2 separate regions of the Sus scrofa genome follow, and region 1 is linked to region 2. Evidence: chromatin contacts called from public Hi-C data. All regions are on one chromosome and are shown on one strand. The core of a region is the stretch at or near the end of the contact, and the rest is flanking DNA. Distances in the headings are between cores, read along the strand shown. Region 1 holds the start of IPO8 (importin-8). Region 2 holds the start of ETFBKMT (electron transfer flavoprotein beta subunit lysine methyltransferase).

Region 1 (3,926 bases), core at 636-3,135, 520 kb before region 2:
TGATATCAAAGATATGATCCCCTATAGACACTGTAAAAATAACATCTGGCCTCACCATGAAGAGAAGAGGGTCACAAACAGGCCAACTGCCCTGTTCATACTAGCAGACTGCAAATTCAGCTCTTGCTTTGTCCCTCCTAACCAAAGCCTGGATTACTACTCTTCCAGCCAAGCAGTATATAGTACTTTTTCTCTGCAAAGCCTCGGACAGGTACTGTCTTTTAACTTTCCCCTATTGTAAGTGAGAGCCCTTTTCTTTTTGAAGTACCAAAACATTCCCTTTGGGGCTTCAGTTCAACTCAACCTTCTCTCCAGAGTCAGTGTTGTCACTCACTCTTTTAACACATGGAAATCCTAGATTCACACTTATTCCACTGGATTTCCCATTAAAATAACCCCTTTCAAAGGTTCACAGTTTAACCAGGGAAAACTTAACTCCCACAGAACATTTACTTGGGAAAGTCGTTGTTACACTTTAGGAAACACAGAATCACCTAGTTAGCTAATTAAAACACCAATCATTAGACCCCACTCCCAGAGTTTCTTTAAAGTCTAGAGTGAAGCCCCATAATTTGCACTTCCAACAAGTTCCCAAATGACACTGATGCTACTTATCCTGGGCAACACTTTGAGAACCACTAATTTAGGTATATTTCTTTACATTTTAAGGATTACTGCAACCTCAAACAGCTGTCACTCTATCCATTAACAGACCTTAATTCGTACTTTTTAGTGAGAAGGCTGTGATTTATTCCTACAGGTGAGGAGGAAAATATAAGCTAGTATGGAAATGTCGGTGCTATCACTCGAACTAAGGCTAGTTCATAAAGATAGAGGATGGAAGATAAAAGAAAGTCTTACACATTTTACCATTTATAAAAAATTCCTACAAATATTACTCGGCGTATCTTTTGTAAAGCAGTACCACCATGAAAAAACTCTTCCGGCAGCATTTCCCAGCGCTCCAACAAAACTGCCAATCAGTGTCTACACGGTCCTGCCAACCCCGCAGAAGCAGGCAATGGGCAGGGTTTGCCAGAGCAACACCTAAAAAGGGCTGGATCTGCAGAAAAACCGAACTCAGATTTGAATTTTAGGTGTATTTTCCCACCAAGTCAGCGAACTTAAGGAAAAGAAATCACACCCTGAAAACACTAGCAAAGCTTGCTAAAGCTTCTTTTTGCGAACCAAACGGGCTCAACAAACTGCACTAGGGAAGGAAAACGACAGGAAAGATGCAAAGGTGGCCAACAGGTGCGTGAGCCGCTGAGAAAAGATCCCAGGAGAGCGGCGCCACCGGACCCCGGAGCGGGGGCTGGGGCGGGGGTGGGACAGGCCGAGAGACGCGTCGGGGTCGGGGCCCGGGTGCTGGTGGAGATCCGGGGTGCGGAGAAGAGAGAGCCCCGAGAGCCAGCTCGGCGGCAGGGGGGCGCCGCAGGCCCGCTCCTCACCTGGTTGAGTTCATTCTCAGCTGCAATCCGCAGCTTCGGGTCGATGGTGCCCTTCAGCGCCTGGATGATCCGGTTGAGGTCCATCTCCCGGGCGGGGGCTCCGCGGCCCCCGGACCAGTAGGCCAGACAGCAGCTTTAGTTTTTCTTTTGACCCTCTCAGCCTCCTCCTCCGCGACCCCTGCACTACCTCACTCCCCAACCTCCGCCACCGTCGCCACCTGCAGCCACTTGCTGCGCCACTCTGACTCCGCGCCCCCTGTCCTCCCTTTCTACCCCCCACAACTCGCTCTCCATTCACCCTTTTACGACAGCCGGTGGGAGGCGGGAGAAGTAAGAAGAGGAAGCGGCGCCTCTTTTACGGCGGCCTCTTCCCCCGGGCGTGATGCTATATGGCTGCTCCTACTGGCGGCCACCATGCTCCTGTACGGAAAGTGGTCTCGGCTTCTTCCCCAGAGGAAAACGTCTCACCAGCTCCGGCAGGAGGCCGCCTTGCTGCCATACGGAAAACAGCCTCCCGCCTCTTCCCAGAGAGGGAAACGAGCTGGCTAGGTGTCTCTTACAGCTGCTTCCAAATTAAGCATGTATGGATGGAGCGGCACTTTTTGTTAGTCCGAGAACCGTTTGGGCATCATTACAACGGAGCCTCTTCCAGAGCAGACTTTTTGGGACCTTGAGATCATCTAGCCCACGGGAGGACGGACTTCCCTCGGTCTGTGGGAGCCATCATTAGTTCTTTCATTCACACACTCATTGACTGAACATTTTTAAACATGTATTTTTGAGCCCGCGTACTGAGATATTTAGGTACCACATTATAACAAAATGAATTCAATGCAGGTTACTATGAAGGAACTTAGGGTGTGATAGAAGACACAAAGGTAAACAAAAAATATACTTAAACAAAGTAACTGTGGAAATACAGAGATCAGAGGAACTGATATGCCTGAGAGTTTCCGAAATTTTTTCAAATCTTTTCAGAAAAACAGTTAAAGGCAAGAAAGGTTATACTGTTTCCACTGTGGACATATCTGGCCCCACAATTTCAATAGCATAAAAATATGAAAGAGCTAGTTGTTCCTGAGGTTAACCCAGAAAAAGAGAGTTCAGATTACATTTGTAAAGATGACTGTGGGCAAAATGCAATTAAAAGGGGTGTGATCGTTCCAGGAGCAGATAATCGGGAAGGACTGGTTCAGTTAACTGGGTTCAATGTAGAGTAGAAAATACGTGGCGGAAAACTTAGATGCCTGAAATCCCTCCTCTCTGCAGAAGCTGTAAATGGGACCACACCCTTCAGCTGGGTGCAAAAGTGCCTAGTTCTCTGGCTTCTCCAGTTTTGCCTGTTCTCTACATTTCCATCAGAGTAATGTTTCTTAACAGTCAATATTGTCATGTTCCTTACTTGATGATATCCTATCAATTTCCAGGTAAAATACAAACTCCTTAGCACTTCAAGTTATTATGAAACATAGTGCCTTTCATCCTCACACTATTTCCTTATCCCACTCTCTTGGACCTCAGGGATCTAAAACTCCTTGACCTCTGAAACCTTAACTCCAGTATCCTCTTTTCAATTTAGGACCCTTTTCTTCCATTTTTTCTCTCCCTCAATAATTCTATACTTGTTTTCCAACCCAGTCACTTTTCAGTCCTCCTAGCTTATCCAGTCCTGACCACATACACATCCTTCTCTGCTGTTCAACTCCCAATTTAACTTTTCATATCTACCCTTGACCCACTGTGCAAATTGACACTGTTACAAATTGACACTGTGTTCTTTTATCGGGCTCAACAATCCTATTTGTTTCCTTTGTTCAGCAAAATCTTCAGCACCTCAGCAACTGTCCCAACCCTTGAGACCCTTCTCAAACTCCCTACCTCTTTCCACAGAGCCCTGCAAAGATGAAAAAAAAAAAAAACCATTTGATTTTGTAATGGTTTGTAAAAGTTTTTCCTATATTTTCAACCTCTTTCTCTCCACTGATTGAACCTCAGCCTAAAAACATTTCCCCCCAGTTTAAAAAAAAAAAAAAAAAAACTTTCTTCAGTAATGCTATTGGGGTTTTGTTGTTGTTGTTTGTTTGTTTTGTTTGTTTGTTTGTTTGACAATGCCCACAGTATGTGGAAGTTCCCAGGCCAGGGATTGAAACCAAGCCATAGCAGTGACCCAAGCCACTACAATGACAACACCAGATTCTTAACCCACTGCAGCGAAAGAGGACTCCCTATTGTTCATTCTTTTTCACTTTCATGCCAAAGAATGGTGTTCGTTTCTTCTCTACTTCCTTGCTTCCTCTCCATGCTTCCATCGGCTATTCCCAGACTTCTGCCCTCGTTTCCCCTACTGAAACTGCCAACAAAAATCAACACAGATCATTTAGTTGGTATCTAAAGATACATGCATTTGATATATGCAAGAGACAGTTTTAGTTCTTAAAATATCTCTCTCTCTAGTATCTGGCACTGTACCTTTTA
Region 2 (3,889 bases), core at 577-3,076:
ATGTGGGTTCGATCCCTGGTCTTGCTCAGTGGGTCAGGGATCTGGCATTGCCATGAGCTGTGGTGTAGTTCACAGACATGGCTTGGATCTGGCATTGCTGTGGCTATGGTGTAGGTTGGCAGCTGTAGCTCCAATTCAACCCCTAGCCTGGGAATTTCCACATGCTGCACCTAAGAAGCAAAAAATTAAAAAAAGAAAGAAAGAAAGAAAACATTTCAGGAGTTCCCATTGTGGAGCAGAAACAAATGTGACTAGTATCCATGAGGATGCAGGTGTGATCCCTGGCCTCACTCAGTGGGTATGGGATCAGGTGTTGCCATCAGCTTTGGTGTAGGTCGAAGACACAGCTTGGATCCCTCACTGCTGTGGCTGTGATGGGCTTATAGTCTGTTTCTTTGGGATTATTTTAAGAATGTAAAGCCTTTTTCTGGACTATGGAATGAAAGTTTCAGAGACAACAATTTAAGCTGCACTACAGAGAATGGGCTAGAGGAAAGCAGGATTGCAGAGACCAGTTATGGGAATTCAGGCAAGCAATCATAAAGTGAAACTAAGGCAATAGCAAGAGAGATGGAAAGAAGCAGATCAATTTAAAAACTATCAGTGGGATAGAATACAGAAGCTAGTTAAAAACAACACTTCTCTCTTTTTTTTAACAGCCATACCTGCAGCATATGGAAGTTCCCAGCCAGGAGTAAATTGAAGCTGCAGCTGCATCCCTGTGCCCCACACTGTAACACCCCACCTCAGCGATGTATGCTACCTACACTGCAGCTTGTAACAACGCAGGATCCTTAACCTACTGAGCCAGCCATGGAACCTCCATCCTCATGGATACTACTCTGGTTCTTAACCTGCTGAGCCACAATGGAAACTCAAAAAACAACATTTCTTAGGCAAACTAATCTTTAATGTCTGTTAAGAATTATTAACAGGGAGTTCCCATCGTGGTGCAGTGGAAACAAATCCCACTAGGAACCATGGTTTGATCCCTGGCCTCGCTCAGTGGGTTAAGGATCTGGCGCTTCGGTGAGCTGTGATGTAGGTCCTAGAAGCTGCTCAGATCCTGTGTTGCTGTGACTCTGGTGTAGGCCGGAGCTGTAGCTCTCACTGGACTCCTAGCCTGGGAACCTCCAAATGCCAAGGGTGCAGCCCTAAAAAGCAAAAAAATAAAAAATAAAGAATTATTAACAGCAAGAGAATCAGAGAGTACTATCGAAATAAACTGTAATTAAGAAAATTAAAAAGATTGTGCATGCATGAAATTATAACAGGGAGGACATTATGATTTAATCACAGTTGAGCATAAGCGTCATTATTATTATTATTATTGTCTTTTTGCGTTTTCTTGAGGCGCTCCCGCGGCATATGGAGGTTCCCAGGCTAGGGGTCTAATCAGAGCTGCAGCCACTGGCCTAAGCCACAGCCACAGCAACGCAGGATCTGAGCCGCATCTGCCACCCACACTACAGCTCACGGCAACACCAGATCCTTAACCCACTGAGCAAGGCCAGGGATCGAACCCTCAATCTCATGGTTCCTAGTTGGATTGGTTAACCACTGAGCCACGACGGGAACTCCAAAAGTAAGCGTCATTATTAAAGGTTTATTAAAGGTCTATTTTGCTCACCATTCTATGCCCAGTGTTTAGGAGTGTGACTGGCATGAAGCAGATGCTCCAGGGCTTCAAAGTGGATCTTCAAGAAATCAGTATTTGTAGCTCCCCTATTTCCCAAGGGAGGTCTGAAAGCCCGGTGGTTTCGAACTTCCTGTCCCTTTAAGAAGGGCAGGCGAAAGGAGAAAAGGCGCTGCCGGGAAGGAGGGCGGAGCCTGGGCTGGGCTGGGCTGGGCTGGGCGCCGGCTTGGCTGAGGAAGCTGGACCCCGCTTGCAGTCATAAAGAAGGTGCAAAAAGACGGGCAGAGGAGAGTGACAGACGTGCCCAGTGCTTAGCTTCCTGAGGCGGTGTTAGCACAGCCGGGTAAGGAGAGGAGAACTGTGCCTGCCCCTTTAAGGTTGACTCTCTCCTTGGAGGGAAATCACGTGCTAATACTTTTGGACCCGTCTTTTTAACCCGTCTTCTTTCCTTAGCAATCATTCCACGTACCAAGTGTCCAGCACATAATCACATATTCATAAGGGGTGCTGTTTCATTGGTGCTGGCTTGGGAGGGAGCGACATCGGTCTGGATGAAATGGTGTCCACAATCTCCTATTTGATTTCTTTTTAAACCTTGGACTTTTGGGATTCAAGGGCTGACCCGGTCGGTCCTCACAGGATTAGTCCAATGAGGTCAGCCTAGACCCTGGGATTCCAAAAGCATAAACGTGGGCTAATTTTATTAATACCCACTGGAGGTCCATCCTGAGTTCACAAACTGGTCTGAGAGGCATTGTGGCCCGCCTGTGTCTTGATATTTTAATTAGTTGCCAGTTTATGTGCCAGTTTAAGTGAGAGTTTATGTGTAAATATCTGGATTATCTTGAGCGATTGGGAGATCAGCCCAGGAGTCCCTGGCTGGCAGCAGTTTGCGGCCCTTTTGGACTGTTTTGAAACAGTTTACAGTTTGCCACAGCCCCTCTGTTATCTAACAACAGCCTGGATCATACATCTATCACCAGCCCAGCCCTGGTAGGCATTTAAGCTTGGGGCCCCTACTCTAAATACTTGGGTGGATATAAGACTTTAAAATATTTACGCAGATTAGATCAGAGGTCTCAAACAACTGGGTGTATAATTTCTGTTTAAACTGCTCTTTCATTCCTGCTTATTCTTATCAAGGTGTCTTTTTATATTAAGTCCAGTTTTGGTAAAGATGACTCATCAGAGGTATTTACAGAAAGAGGTTTGGGAGCTGATATTCTTTTATTACAATTAAATCTAAAGGTTTTTTTTTTTTTTTTTTTTTTTTTTGCTTTTTAGAGCCACACCTAAGGCATGTGGAAGTTCCCAGGCTAGGGGTCAAATTGGAGCTTCAGTTGCCAGCCTATACCACAGCCACAGCAACTCAGGACCCGAGCCTCACCTGTGACCTACACCACAGCTCAGGGCAACGCTGGATCCTTAACCCACTGAGTGAGGCCAGGGAGCAAGCCTGCATGCTCATGGATCCTAGTCGGGTTCATTAACCATTGAGCCACGAAGCGAACTCCTCTATAGTTGTTTTTTTTTTTTTTTTTAATATTTTTTTTTTTAGGAAAAACCCTTGAATCTTTATTACATTGATGTTTTATGCTAGGACTATCTTTATTGTGCAGTCAGTATAATTTATCTCTACCCACAGTTAAAATTTGACAATCTGTACAACTTTTGGCTAGACTTCATAAAGGCAAGAACTATGTTTGCCCTGTTAATTGCTCTATTCCACCACTGGCATCTAAGCTTTCTGAAGAGAGGGACTTTTGTTTATTTTGTTCAAAGTTGCCAGGCAAAGTCCCTGCTTAAATGGAAGTGATTTATTAAATGTATGAAAGAACTTTAAAGGTATATCTTATTGTGTGTAACAGGCATGTTCCTGAGGATTCTCTCAAAAGCAAATGCTTGTATATTTGTTATTCTAAATTATTAAGAGGATTCTGTTGTGAAAAGGCATCTTTTAAAAGACTGGCTTTTCCTTGGAGTTCCCCTTGTGGCCCAACAGGTTAAGAGCCTGACTAGTATCCATGAGGATTCAGGGTCAGCGTCGTTCACAGAGTTAAGGATCTGGTGTTGCCATGAACTATGGTGTAGGCCCACAGCTGCAGCTCTGATTCAGTCCCTAACCTCACAACTTCTGTATGCCTCAGGGGCGGTCATAAAAAGAAAAATAAATAAATAAAAATAAAAGATTGGATTTTCCAAAATTAATATATGAGCACTTTCACCTAAAATGAACTTGTATTTGTGCATCAT

Evidence for each region. Hi-C and Micro-C count contacts between places; a contact is called where the count stands out from the background.
Region 1: a contact with region 2 is called in a Hi-C map of liver, with 4 times the contacts expected there. The contact joins the promoter of IPO8 here to the promoter of ETFBKMT in region 2. A contact is called at or near these places in 1 of 5 promoter capture datasets (liver) and 1 of 47 Hi-C or Micro-C datasets (liver).

The regions. Positions count from the first base shown.
Region 1 is chr5:43,097,708-43,101,633 of Sscrofa11.1, reverse strand. It overlaps IPO8 (importin-8), which reads right to left and starts at 1,885. Exons shown (of 25, transcript XM_003126400.5): 1 at 1,452-1,885. The coding sequence starts at 1,535.
Region 2 is chr5:42,573,920-42,577,808 of Sscrofa11.1, reverse strand. It overlaps ETFBKMT (electron transfer flavoprotein beta subunit lysine methyltransferase), which reads left to right and starts at 1,826. Exons shown (of 4, transcript XM_021092089.1): 1 at 1,826-1,979. LOC110260715 (a long non-coding RNA gene) reads right to left here and starts at 1,759. Exons shown (of 3, transcript XR_002344057.1): 1 at 1,631-1,759.